Regions from separate parts of the Gossypium hirsutum genome. Here region 2 is linked to region 1. Evidence: chromatin contacts called from public Hi-C data. All regions are on one chromosome and are shown on one strand. The core of a region is the stretch at or near the end of the contact, and the rest is flanking DNA. Distances in the headings are between cores, read along the strand shown.

Region 1 (7,121 bases), core at 4,006-6,505:
CTTTAGATCCCTATCCCAAACTTCTTGTTCAATGAGAACCATGTGGATTGCATTATTTGCCCTGCTTATGCTAGATAAACCTTGTTTCCAATCAGAAACTACTTCAACATGAATTCCCAGCCGTTGGATATGATATTTTGATACCTTGGCACGGACAGGTCTAGGATCCATAACTAATGCTCTCATCCCATGAAACTCCGAGGAAACAGTATTAGACTGGCAATTGATTTGCTGGCTTTTGTACTCCTTTGAGCTAGAGCAGCCACTAGTGAAAACAGCAGTAAAAGTAAAAGTGGAACCAATCTTAGGAATGCTAACAAAACCAATTTCTCCTTTCATTAAACCAACCAAACACTTGCTTATGCTTAGTCCAATGCCCGTGCCACCATGTGTTCGGGAAATAGAAGGGCCCACTTGCATAAAAGGAGTGAAAACACGAGACTGTGCTTCTGGGGGGATTCCTACTCCTGTATCTTCAACCGATACAATAAGATTAATGCTGTCAGAGAAAGGATGCATGGATCCTTCTTGACTGAAAGTTCTAAATCCTTTCCAGCTCTGGCGTCTATCTGCAACAGGAAAACCACTCAAAGTGTTCTTTGATGAAGATTCCGTCTCAACTTCTATAGAATCAATCACCTCCTCCACAAGATGAACTGTAACAAGGATGTGCCCTTTCTCAGTGAACTGCGACAACAAGTAAATTATAAGTTTATTGATACCAAAGCATAGTCCAGATAAAACTACACTAAATTTAAAAAAAAAAAATCTCAAATCGCAACAAGTTTTATATGCATTAAAGGAGAACCAACCACATACTTTTATTGAGTTTCCCATAAGATTGGTGATGATTTGTCTAAATCTCCCAGGATCACCAATTAGCATATCAGGGACTCTATCAGAGATGTAAACAGCCAACTGCACTCATCAACAAATTGATTTCTCGTTAGACTCTTGGAAGAACACCATATGAAGGTTAAACTAGAAACATATGAGTGAGGAGAGGAGGTGGAGGGAATAGGATGAATCGGTAAGATACAAGCATCTCACCTCTACTCCTTTGTCCTGAGACTTCCCAGAAAATAGTGACAACACATCATCCAAGATGGCTCGTAGATCAAACTGCACTTCCTCGAGCTCTAGCTTACCAGATTCAATCTTAGCCTGATCCAAAACTTCATTTATGAGAGCAACCAGTGCCTTCCCACTAGCTTGTGCAGTTCTGACATAATCTAGTTGCGTAACATCTAAATCCGTGTCCATAAGCATATCCAACATTCCTGCAGAAAGAAGCATCTCATTGTCATGGCTACAAAAACTGTATTCTTTACTTTTAATTTAATTCTATAAAAAATAATCATAAAATGCTTGCAATAACTTCAGAGAAAAAACAGTAAGTTTTGAGACTCACCCAGAACACCATTCATTGGAGTTCTGATTTCATGGGAAACAGTAGCAAGAAACTGCAAAAAGGTCACAAAAAAATTAGGACCAAATGTCCATAACAGGTTAATAGGCTTAGAGTATAAACCAAATCATATCATATACCTGAGATTTGGCAACATCAGCTGCCTCAGCCTGTTTTTTGAGCTCCATCATCTTAAGGCAATCATCTTCCACCTTGGCAATTCGGTTAACAGTTGCATGGAATATATGCCCAACAAGTAATGCAATTACAAGGATGCCAATCGAAGTAGTTATTGCTAACCATGGCCATGGTGGCTTTTGTTTAAACCTGTATGAAGAACAAGCTTAGTCCATGTCTATTCAAGTTCTTTATCTTTGAAATGTTTTAAAGAACTTAGACCCTCTTAATGGCTTTATGGGTTATAGATATTGGTTGAAACTTAAATCATGGTCAACATGTCACTTGCTAAGGCCAATTTACTAAAATACTTTGTTTATAAGGAAATAGAAGAGGTTGGTCAAGAACCAACAATAGAGGTCCATATTGAAGAGAAGGTGAACTCCAGGGCCAAGATCAATAGACGATAAGAGATCTATGGATTACCTGCAGCGCATCTCATGCTTTCTGAAAGGATCTCCAAAATTAAGGTGGCTGACATGCTCCAACCCATCATTTGATGCATTAGAGCCATACATACTGATCGGGTAAGACTGATTAGTTGTGTCCAACACATTCACAAGGATTGTTTGTTTACTTGCAAGCTGGTGTAGCAGCTTCTCGACGAGTGACTCAATATCAAACACTCCACCAAGATACCTGGTTGTGCAATGACGGTATTAGGATAACTTATCTTTTAACTATCATGAAAGATATCATCTTATCAGCGCTGTTAAAGAGGAGCTTCACATCAAGGACCTCTGGTTGAAAAGAGATTGGCTTTTGTTTCAAAAGATGGGTTCACATTAATTTGCATAAAACAAGGAGACATTGATTAAATATTTGTGCCTACTTTTTTTGTTTTTACTGAAAACATACCCGTCAGTTGCTTGAATCCTCTCATTATGAGCTGCATTTGAGGGAAGATCCCTCTTGTATACTGCAAATGTCAAAATAACTCCAAGACGATTTGTTTTGAGTAATCTAAAAGGAGCTGTGAGCACCCCTTTTCCTGATTTTCTTGCCTGCAATACATTCTCACGATCCTCCTGTTGATATGCAAGAGACTAAAGATTCACAACTGAAGATTGTAATGAACAGACTCAATATTATTTCTTGAAAAAGTCTCAGCTCTTAAAAGATTGAAAACACTTGGTATTCTTTCGAACTAGGAAGTTATAAAGTTAGTTGGTTTAATCTTGCTATGCTTAATAAAAGTAAGGTTTCTCTTCTATGTTATTTTCTTTAAATCAGAATAGCATAACTTCCAGTGAATTTCATCACCATGGACCATGGCTACTGAAGGAATCACTAGAACCTTTTAGAAAATAGTAAAGGAACTCACCTTTCCAGACAGCACATCAATAGAAACCACATGTGAAACGCTATCCTGGGCAAAGATAACAGGAGCATATTCTTCCTGAATTGGCGACGGTTCCAAGAAGTCGGGATGATAGTCATCCTTGTGAACTGGATTTTGTTCAAGGGTATCCATCCTCTTAATAGTCCAGCCCTGTTGCCTCTCAAATTGTTCCCTTTCAGAGTGGAGCACCCTTACAGCATATGCCACACCACTTGTGAGGGGCCTCTCAAAAGCAGTTCGTTCTGTGTACCTCGCAAAAGTCCTCTACAGGTTCTTAGAGTGAGTTTCCTTTGTTGAATAAAACACAAGTGATCATAATTCATAACTTAGAACACACATATATCTCTTTGGTCGTAATGTTAAATAACCACGCTTAACATACTGAAGGAGGAACATGTATCAAGTTGCCAAAATTCTTATTTGATCTAAAATTCAGGAGCAACCATTATGGTTGAAAATGTATAATAACAGGCAATCAATCACATCAAATGAGAAGCCAAGATTAACCTAGATCAATTTAATTGGCAATTAGATTGAATTTCATAGTAAATTTAAAAAATAAAAATAATAAAAAAAGAGCAACAAGATTTCACAGTTTGATTTGAGCACAAGGCAAAGAAGACACTAAACAATTCGCAATCAAGCACAAAAAAAATGCTAAGAAAAAGTTGGAAGAAGAGGATATGGATTACCTGATCAATAGCAGAGGGGTATTTCCCATGGTGGAAAGTTGAGATCAAAATAGAGAGAGCCTGGATATGGTTCATGCTGACATTAAATTGATCCTGCAACATCCTAGCTCTCTCATCACACATGCTAGCGAGCATCTCCTTGCGCTTTTCGGTAGCTTGAGAGCTCATACAACAGAAGATCCAAATAGAAGCCAAGGTCCAACCAATTACCCATGAAAACAAGAGCTTTCTCGACCAAGACTTGCCAACTCTCTTGGAACCAATATACTGGTAGTACTGATGGTGGATCTTGAAGCTATACTTTGAGATTTCATCCCAACATTTGAACCACATCTTGCTACCACTATCACCAAGGAGACCAGCCTTGGGGTCCTTAAATTCACCATTAATGGACCAGTTCATTAAAATCATAGATGCTATCCAGCAACATAACATCCAAACCAGATGCCCCACCTTTAAACCAAACCCAAATACATGGAGCAAACTCATCCAAGAAACAGTGACCAATTACCAGCTAACTAAGCAAACAGTAACCCCCGCCCTTAGCCTGAAAGTGGGTCTTACTTGCTTGTTAATTCCAGCTAGAAAAGAGAGAGACCCATTGTCAAATCTATAGAAAACTGTCTAGTAAAATCCAACATCACCAGAAAACCTCAAGAACCTTGGGATAAGAGAATAAAATATTTAAAAAAACAAACCCAGCAAACTCCAAATTGACTACAAGACAGAAGGTGTTGTAACCGTGCGGGAAAGAAAAAAAACAAAAGATGCCATCTTATCCAGCACTACACCCTCTAATAACTGAGAAATGCAAGATATAGGACCTTGAATTGAGGAAGACCATGGAAATTTTTCACAATTACCATAAAAGAAAAAGAGAAAGAGAGAGAATGAAAGAATCCCTCTAGATTCTGAGTTTCAATTTTCTAACCACCACCCAAATCCCAGAACAAGAAAAAGACTAGGCCAAAATGTCCAGAAAAACAAAAGGGTTCCAAAACTAGATATCAAATCAATAAAAACTTAGCTAACATAATCTTCCTCAAGCCAAAAGAATCTGACAGGAAATCCTTAAATTCCTAAAATCAAGCACCAAGACAGCAATTAAACATGTGGATTTTATTGTTTGATCCCCCAGACCCAAACTTCACCTGTAACAACACCCTGTTGAGATCTATCAACAGAATTTTCGAGCTGATTTTTAATACAAAGTAATCTTATTATTTACTAAACATGACACTTTGCTGCTGTAGTTGAAGAGGGAAAAGAAGAACATAAGAAGAGTGGGATTAATGGACATCAACGATTGAAAGAATCTATGAAAGGAAGATGAGAAGAATATGGTTGTAGAAATGTCTGCTAGCATAGGCCATTATCTCTACCCATACCATTCACGACACCCCAACCCCCCCTAATTTAATAATACTACTACTATTTTACTCAAAAAAATAATATGAATTTAAATTCAATGCTTACAAATGTATTTAATTTAACATTTCATTTTCTACTACTATCACTGTTCACTAATGCAATCTTATCTTATTCTTTCTTTTTTTCCCCTTTTATTTAATTTATGAACTAATTCAATTAATAAGAGTTGGAACCTCCCCCAGCATAAAATGAGAAAACCATATTTTTTATATTTAAGTATCATTGGTGATTTATTTATACCGGTGTAAAATAAAAATAGTTTTACACAATTTTATAATTTTTATATGATTAATATTATGTCAATCCAACCGTCATATCCATTCTTCGATCATGTATGTTAAGTTCGGCATAAATTAAAATTTTCCAACTATTCATTTTATGAAAAAAAAATTCAAACAACTAAATATATATTAATATAGATAATATTTTAGATCAATATGATAGAAATATTGATCGATTCAAAAGTTTGCTTGTATGACAAGAACAAATATATTGAAAAATTTAATGGTTAAATTGTTAAAATATCCATAATAATAATTATGAAAAGATATAAAACTACCCTATTTTATAAATTTAATAATAAATATATAAATCAATACTATTTTGCATCATCCATAAATAAATTACCCATTTAAAATTATTATAAATAAATAAAATAATAGTTTTTAATTAACATCTTATTATTTATTAACAATGTGTTAATTTATGTGCTATTCATAAAACAAATATAAATTTCTAAAAAAATTAAATATAAATTTTTTGAGTTTTTTTTCCATTTGTATGTTTAAGGACGTTGAAAAATAATATATATTAAATTATGGTACATTTGGGAAATAATTTTAAAAGAATATATTATTAAAATTTTATATAAAAATTAAATGAAATTTTAATTGAAATGATAAAGTTCAATATTTAAAATCTAATTCAGTTAATTCGTGACACCAATTATATTAGAAATTTTAAGTATAACTAGATTATGACACCCATAATGTAGATGAAAAAAAATATTATGTAACAAAATATACTTATTAAAAGTTTATGATGCTTTGGTTGAAACTTGAAATGCAAATTTTAATTTTATAGTGTGTTTTTTTTTAATTTTATTGTGTATAAATTTTAATTGATTTATAAAAATTTAAATGAGCAAAAATACTCTCATAATAATATAACTTACTTTATATAAAAAAAATGTATTTTTAGTAATCTCTCAACTGGGTTGAAATTTGATTGATGAGTGGCATCACCTCAATTAAAGTCGAAGATAATAAATACATAGATAAAGATATATGTTATGTTAAAAATATATTCTTTTAAATTTTATTTAATAATGAATATAAGTGGGGTGGTAATAATTTTTTATTTTAATACTATTAAATGCATTCGATCCTTGGATTTGTAATTTGTAATGTTCTTATTTAAAGATGATATAAACTAATAAAAAAAAAACAAAAGAGCAATCATAATAATATTAAGGGTAAACTACCCCATTAGTCACTCTAAATAGGAGTAATTCTTATTTTGATCACTCTAATTTTTTTTTGTAATTTGGTCACCCAAAAAAGAAATTGATTAAATTGATCAAGTACTAATAAATGGTATTGGAATGCTAACTATGCATTCCATGTTAGTCACACTAATATTAGGAAAAAATATCTATTAGTCTTTCTAAATAAGGTCATTCCTATTTTGGTCACCTCAAACAATACATGAAAATGTACCAGTAGTTTTTTCGTTACCATTTTATGGTGGAGTGACTAATTTGATCAAATTCTTTTTTTGGAGTGACCAAAATAAGAATGACTACTATTTAAAGTGACTAATGAGATAGTTTACCCTAATATTAATTATAATTTAAAAGAATATACATCTTTATGATTTTATAATTTAGTTGATGACCCAATTAAGGGTGACACTAATTGAGTAAAGTATTTAAATATAAGCATCTATAATGTAAAATAGGGAATATTTTTGTAATTTCAAACTGAGTTGATGACTCGATTAAAAGTTATATCAATTCAATAAAGTGTTTAAATATATATACTAGAATTACACTGTTGATACCAACCATTTC
Region 2 (6,422 bases), core at 2,471-4,970, 220 kb after region 1:
TCGTGAAGTGGCATATTGCCTCGTCAGGGCATCGTCTATCACAACGTCACGATGTCATGCTCCTCATCCTCGTGATGTCGATTCTATTTCATCTCTGGTTTGCCCGAAAATGCGAGACACACCCCATACATGCTTATTACATCAATGAATTAAATCCTCCTTTTAGAATTTTTAGGTTCATTTCACTTTCTCATTATACTAATTTAAACACACATTTAATTTTTTAGCCTTTAATAACTTAAATAAAATATGACTCAAACACTTGAGATTATCCATTCAATACACCACACGTATGTTGCACTACAAGTGCATTTATCACACCAAATATACATATATATAGAGAGGGGCACAACAGCTTACGCCGAAACGCTATGTCATAAGATAATATACACTATAATCTTCTAACCATAATTTTCAATCAAAAGCGTGCCACTAATCCCTATTAACATTTTAATCGTATCCTAATCATTCTATCAAGTAAAATTTTAATTAAGACATTTAATACATTCAAGATTCCTACCAAAATTCTCGTTTTTTCTTACTCATGTAGTTACTCAATTCAAAGTTCATTACAACACCATATAGCAATTCTCAAGTAGGATGTACATCAATACATACGAGGTCATCATTATGTTATCCAATTAAGTAATCAATAGTAAAACATGGCAAATCAAAATTTAAATATAAAATTAACTTTTAAATTTGTTATTATATAATTTCATTTAAGTAAAGTCTTTTGATAAAATTAAAATTATTATTTATAATCATGACAAATTTTTTTATCAATTAAATTTTTAACTAATTATTTTAAAAATATTAAAACTCTTATTTGTAAATATGATAAATTTAATAATTAATAATAATTAAAATAAACAACAAAAGTTATATTATTTAGTTCAAAAACTTCTCCATACTCTAACTTTTATAGATTAAAAATATTTTTAATTTAATAATATAATTAACAACAAATAATATTTTCGTCAACTCAAAACCTTCTGTAAACTTATATCATTTATCTATTATAGATTATAGATAAACTACAAAGCTTTCTTCACTTTGTTTATTTTTCCTTTCAAACAATACTAAAGTAATAATAATGTGAAGTATACGGGGTACCACCGTATCATAACAAATAAATAAATTAATAAATTACCATTAAAAATCCAACAACATGCTAGAATAAGGGCTAAGGCTAGCATTAGAACAGTTTACACTAATATTAAAAGAAAAACGACAACGACAAACTACTATAAAACTTCTCTTACTTTCTTTTTTTATTTTCCTTTCGAGCTCTTTTTTTTTAAATAAAAAACCTTTTAACTTCTTTTGCATTTTTAAAATTCTTTTATAAATTTTTACTTTTACTTTTTTTTATATTTTGAAGAGTTTTTTATAATTTTTAAATATAATTTTTATTTATTTATTTTTTTATAATTTTTAAATTATTTATTAATATGGTATATAAAAAAATGTCACATCACCAATGAAAAGTGGAGAGTCAATTTATTCCCAATAAAAAAAATAGAGGTCAAATTAAATAAGTATATAAAAATTGATGGCTACATTTACTATTATGCCTTAAATATAAAATATCAAAGTAAGCATTTAATAGAAAGGCTATTTCATTCATTCATCTAACATAAAGAGACCAGTTTACTTATTTTTTAATAAAATGGTTAAATATAAAATTAATACTCAAATTTGTTCACTTCTCCTGAATTGGTACTTATGGTATTTTTTTTCCAAATTGGTACTTAAATTTTTTTTTGTCAACTAAATTGGTACCTAAGTCTAATGCCGTTAACTTTTTACTTACTAGCCAATCGTGCAATGCCACGTGACGTCCTCTTATACCTCTTTTTCTTTTTGTTTTTCTTTTTTTATCCCCCCCTTTTCTTTCCTTTTTATTTTCTTTTCTTATTTTTCTTTTTCTTCATCATTCCTACTTTCTTTCCTCTATCAAAAACTCATGATTTCACATTCCCTTCTTTCTTCTGTCAAAAACTCTTACCCCAAAAATTTTCACTCACTTTCTCACCATCTAATTACCACCAAAATCACATATCTTAAACCCTTTTCATGTTCCTCCCCATTTTTCAGCCACCATCAACCAACTCCCACAACTTCCCCTCCCCTTTTCAAACTAACCATAAAAACTCATGGCTTGAACCAACTGAGCTGAACTACACTTTCACCTATCTTAGATAACCTTGTGATGGGAACCCAATTGGACCAACCGTCTCAAATGAAACTATCGGTAATGGCCCTTCCACTTCGTCTGCTTGCTATATGTCCACCATGTTTATTTTACTTTACCTCTCAATTTTGTTTTATTTGTAAATATTGTGTGGAAGGAAAAGTAGTGATAATAAAAAGGAGAAGAAAGAGGGTAATGTAAGATACAATTTCATGAAGCAAACAATAATATCAAAATTAATAGTACCTAATTTGTTTAAAAATCATTGTGCAAATCATAGTATCCTTCTTCACCATAAATAGCCACTATAACAAACAAACAAATTACAAAATGAATTCTTCGATAAAAAGCTTTAAATCCTTAGAAACTTATTAAGTAAAAAGATAAAAATCTAATGGAGTTGCCTGCATCTACCCTTTTTTTTGTTCTTTCTCGTATTTTCTCAAGAAACAAATAAAAAAAATCTAACTACCCAAAAACTGAAAAAATAGAAAAAAAAAATTGAATACGAAAATTAAAAAAAAAAGATGAACCAAGGCTCGAAATATAAAACAAAGATAAACCTAGAAGCTAAAAAGAAAGCAAAGTGAACAAAAAAAAAACTATTTTTTTTGTGTTCTTTCTCATATTTTCCCAGGAAACAAACAAAAAAATCCAACTATCCAGAAACTTTATTAATTGTCAGGTTTCAGTTACTAGTTCTTCATTTCGAGTCTATTGGGTAATCAGAATCTTTGTAGCCCGAATTTGAACCTGTTTCCTCCATGTCTAGAAACTTTATTTTCTCAGTACCTTCTACGTCAAACAAAGAAGCAGCAGCAGCAGCAGCAATAGCAGAATGTGAAGGAGAGGAATTGGAATCAGCCATTGAAAGCAAACGTGTTTAGTAGAGAAAAGAATAGAAAAGGATAGTGGGAAAAAGAAAGGTCACCGGGAAAAAGAAAAGAAATTGGGGTGGAAGAAATGTCACAGGGAAAACTAAAGAAAAAAAAAAGAAATAATTTTAAAAATATTTTTTTAGATTATGACATCAAGGGTTAGATTTAAGTACCGATTTAGTTGACCTAAAAAAAATTAAGATACCAATTTAGAAAAAAACCCATAAACACTAATTTAAAATAAGTAAAAAAATTTGAGTTCCAATTATACATTTAAACCTTAATAAAAAAAATTAAAATATAGTATATAAACTGCTATTTGCAATAAAATTTTGGAATGGTATGATCATTATCACAATTTTTTCAATAAAAATATATAAAAAGGAAAGTAAGTGGAGTATCAAAATTTGAAAAAGAATCAAGGGTATAGTGAGGTCCATTAAAATGTTAGGATATTCATTAAAAATATTATTTAAACTTTAGAGACTAATTTAGAATTTGAATCATAATTTGAGGACGTTTGCTTGAATTAACCCTTTAAAAGAAAACAAACGGCTTAAATTTAAGCGAAGTCTTAAATCCCACACGTCTACGTGTAAAAAAGAACCAATGAAAACGCGCCGCGTATTCTGACTGAGGTTCAGGCCCAATGAGAGCGAAGCCGGTGACGCTACTTACGCGTGACCTTCAATTATCATTTATTTTTCCGTCTTCAGCACTATATAAAGCGGACGGATAGCTGACATCCTCTATCAAATCCGGAGATTTTCGCGAGAAAGTGAGAGGTCGAGAGAGAAAATAATTCGCAGGGAATTAGCGAGATCCTGCAATTTTCCTGCGTTTTCTCTCTTCAATCTTCTCCGGCTATCTGATCTATCCGTCATCATGGTGAGTTTTTATTTTCTTTTTCTAAGAAACTGTTAATTTGTATTTTTTTTCTGATAATTGGTTCACTTCACAGTTTTCATATTTATTTTTCCTATTAATTTGATTATTATTTTTCTTGATCTTCTTGTATCTGAGTGGATCCAATATAAACTTCTTGTTTGTCTTCCGTCCTTTCCGAATATAGATTATGGATCTACATTTTAGCGTGTTTATAAAATCGTTTGTAGATTTCAGCGATTATAGATCTAAATGGCATATATATGCCTCACAATTTATCTTGTATTTGTTCGAAAATCTTTTGAATAATTTATTCGTCTTTATATTGCTTTTCCTTATTGTATTAATTTAGAACTGTTGACCTGTCATATGCAAATAGTTCGAATTGTCTCTTATTTTTTGGTCAACAGTTCGAATTATATTTTCACAGTTCAAAACTGATTCGAAACGTCATGTATATTTCTCATAAATCTTGTATAAATGTTAAGATCCATCGCCAAATTAGGCCAGGCCTGTCATGGGATACCCTGACCCTTTTATTCCCTAAAAGAAAAATAAAATTGCTTTGTTTCTATTTAAATTTATACTTTATCCCCCTACTTTTTCTGCTTTGGGCAGACAACATCAAGGCGTCTTGCAGAAAGAAAGGTGGAGAAGTTCCAAAAGAACATAACAAAGAGAGGAGCTGTGCCTGAGACAACCACAAAGAAGGGGAAGGATTATCCTGTTGGTCCTGTGCTTCTTGGGTTCTTCATATTCGTCGTCATTGGATCATGTAAGGATTCTTTCTTTGCCATCATATTTCCTTATTCGATGTGTATGGATAATTTGTCTGGTTTCTTCGTTGGAAAGTGTAATATGTTTAGCTTTTCTTGGTGTTCAGTTAATTTCATCATTGTAATCTTCAAGGATATTTGCTTAAATTAAAATATCTATAATTACAATTTAGAGTCAAGATTTTCTGCATGTCCTGTCTGTCATGATTTACTGATCAACTTCGTTTACATTCACCGTAACAGCTCTCTTCCAGATTATCAGGACAGCGACCAGCGGAGGTATGGCATAAGTCTGCACTTCTGGTGTTAAGGAATTGCGAGGAGACTGGTCTTGCATTGGGCTTTTCTTTTCTGTTAGTTTTGTAGGGAAACTGATGATATATTTACTAGAGATATGCTTACGTTGTGAAATGTTCGGAATTTGAATAAGACCTCCCCTTTCTTTGTCTGGTCATTGTGCTTTGTCTGCTACTTTTTTCATTTATGCAATGAGATGGACAAAAAACTGATATATTAGTGGTTGAACCGAGTTACCCGAGTAACTTGGTATTTGAATGGTTATACCAACAGCTTCAGCAGATGATGCGTAAAGATTTTTATTTATTCGAGCTTTCTCACATGCAATCCCGCTAGATTTAGCTTCTATATGAACCTCATTCATCAAATTTAGCACTGAGTAGAGAATTTCCTGTTTAGTATAATGAATCTATTAAAAGAGGAAGCTTAACCGCTCAATTTACCTGTGTCACTATTATCTCAATGCAACAAGACAGCAGAAGTTTCACACGCCTCATTAAGAACCAAGCGTGTTATTCACCCACATGTCCAAACAAAAAGAAGAAAATAAAGAAAAAGCCCATTCCAATTTCCATGCAACCAAAAAGAAAATCCGGCCTTAGGTGGGACTTGTTAGCAGCAATCGAACATAATCGGGAAACATTAAAATAGGAAATAGTTTCCTTGAAACATAAAGGGTTGGAAATCAAGCAGTAGCAGTCAAGCAGGGGTTAAAGGCAATGCAACATGCTACCCGCTGTTGCTTTCTACCCCGTGGTACAACACATCCAGGAACTTTAAGCCACTCCCTGCTCATCACATTGTATGTAACTAATCGGTTCATTTGTCTCGATCTCATTTGCAACATGAGCAAACCTTCGTTGCCTGAGCAAGTCATTCGTACGTGCTTCCCGTAAAACTCTAAGCACCATACGTTTGGCATTCTGTCAACCTCCTTCCACAAGAGCGTCATCTTCTGCAGCTCCCATATACAGGCACAAGTGGCAGCATTTTTGGTCAGCAATCCAACGAGCATGATCCTGCCCTTACACTCTGCAAGCGAGTGGTCACTCAGATGTAATGGGGCTGGAATAATAAATTGTTTGCATACCCGGTATCCATGTTGTAGGACACAATCCCTTCAGGGTCCGACCGCATGAAGCAAAGTGTGTTATCAACAAAAACAGCTTGAGACAGAAAGTTAAGTGATAGTGGCACCTTAATGTTTGAGGGCATGCTTCCTGGCCGACTCCATGAATTCTTCACTGAGTCATAAACTTCATACTCTCCATCACGTCCCACCCACATGACCTTGTAGCCTCCAGTGGTTGAGTTTCCACTCAGAGTCATTCCTACAGCAATTCGCGACCACACTTTAACTGACCCAGTTGGCAACTCTTTAAATGACCG

The links. Hi-C and Micro-C count contacts between places; a contact is called where the count stands out from the background.
Region 2: a contact with region 1 is called in a Hi-C map of leaf, with 3 times the contacts expected there. The contact joins the promoter of LOC107909860 here to the promoter of LOC107909856 in region 1. A contact is called at or near these places in 6 of 34 Hi-C or Micro-C datasets (all in leaf).

The regions. Positions count from the first base shown.
Region 1 is chrD02:56,362,691-56,369,811 of Gossypium_hirsutum_v2.1, forward strand. LOC107909856 (histidine kinase 3) reads right to left here and starts at 5,256. Exons shown (of 11, transcript XM_016837543.2): 1 at 3,620-5,256; 2 at 2,910-3,191; 3 at 2,444-2,613; 4 at 2,012-2,224; 5 at 1,549-1,735; 6 at 1,412-1,463; 7 at 1,051-1,280; 8 at 820-918; 9 at 1-687. The coding sequence starts at 4,108.
Region 2 is chrD02:56,587,648-56,594,069 of Gossypium_hirsutum_v2.1, forward strand. It overlaps LOC107909860 (stress-associated endoplasmic reticulum protein 2), which reads left to right and starts at 3,721. Exons shown (of 3, transcript XM_016837547.2): 1 at 3,721-3,963; 2 at 4,579-4,735; 3 at 4,980-5,247. The coding sequence starts at 3,961. The coding sequence ends at 5,026. It also overlaps the pseudogene LOC107909861.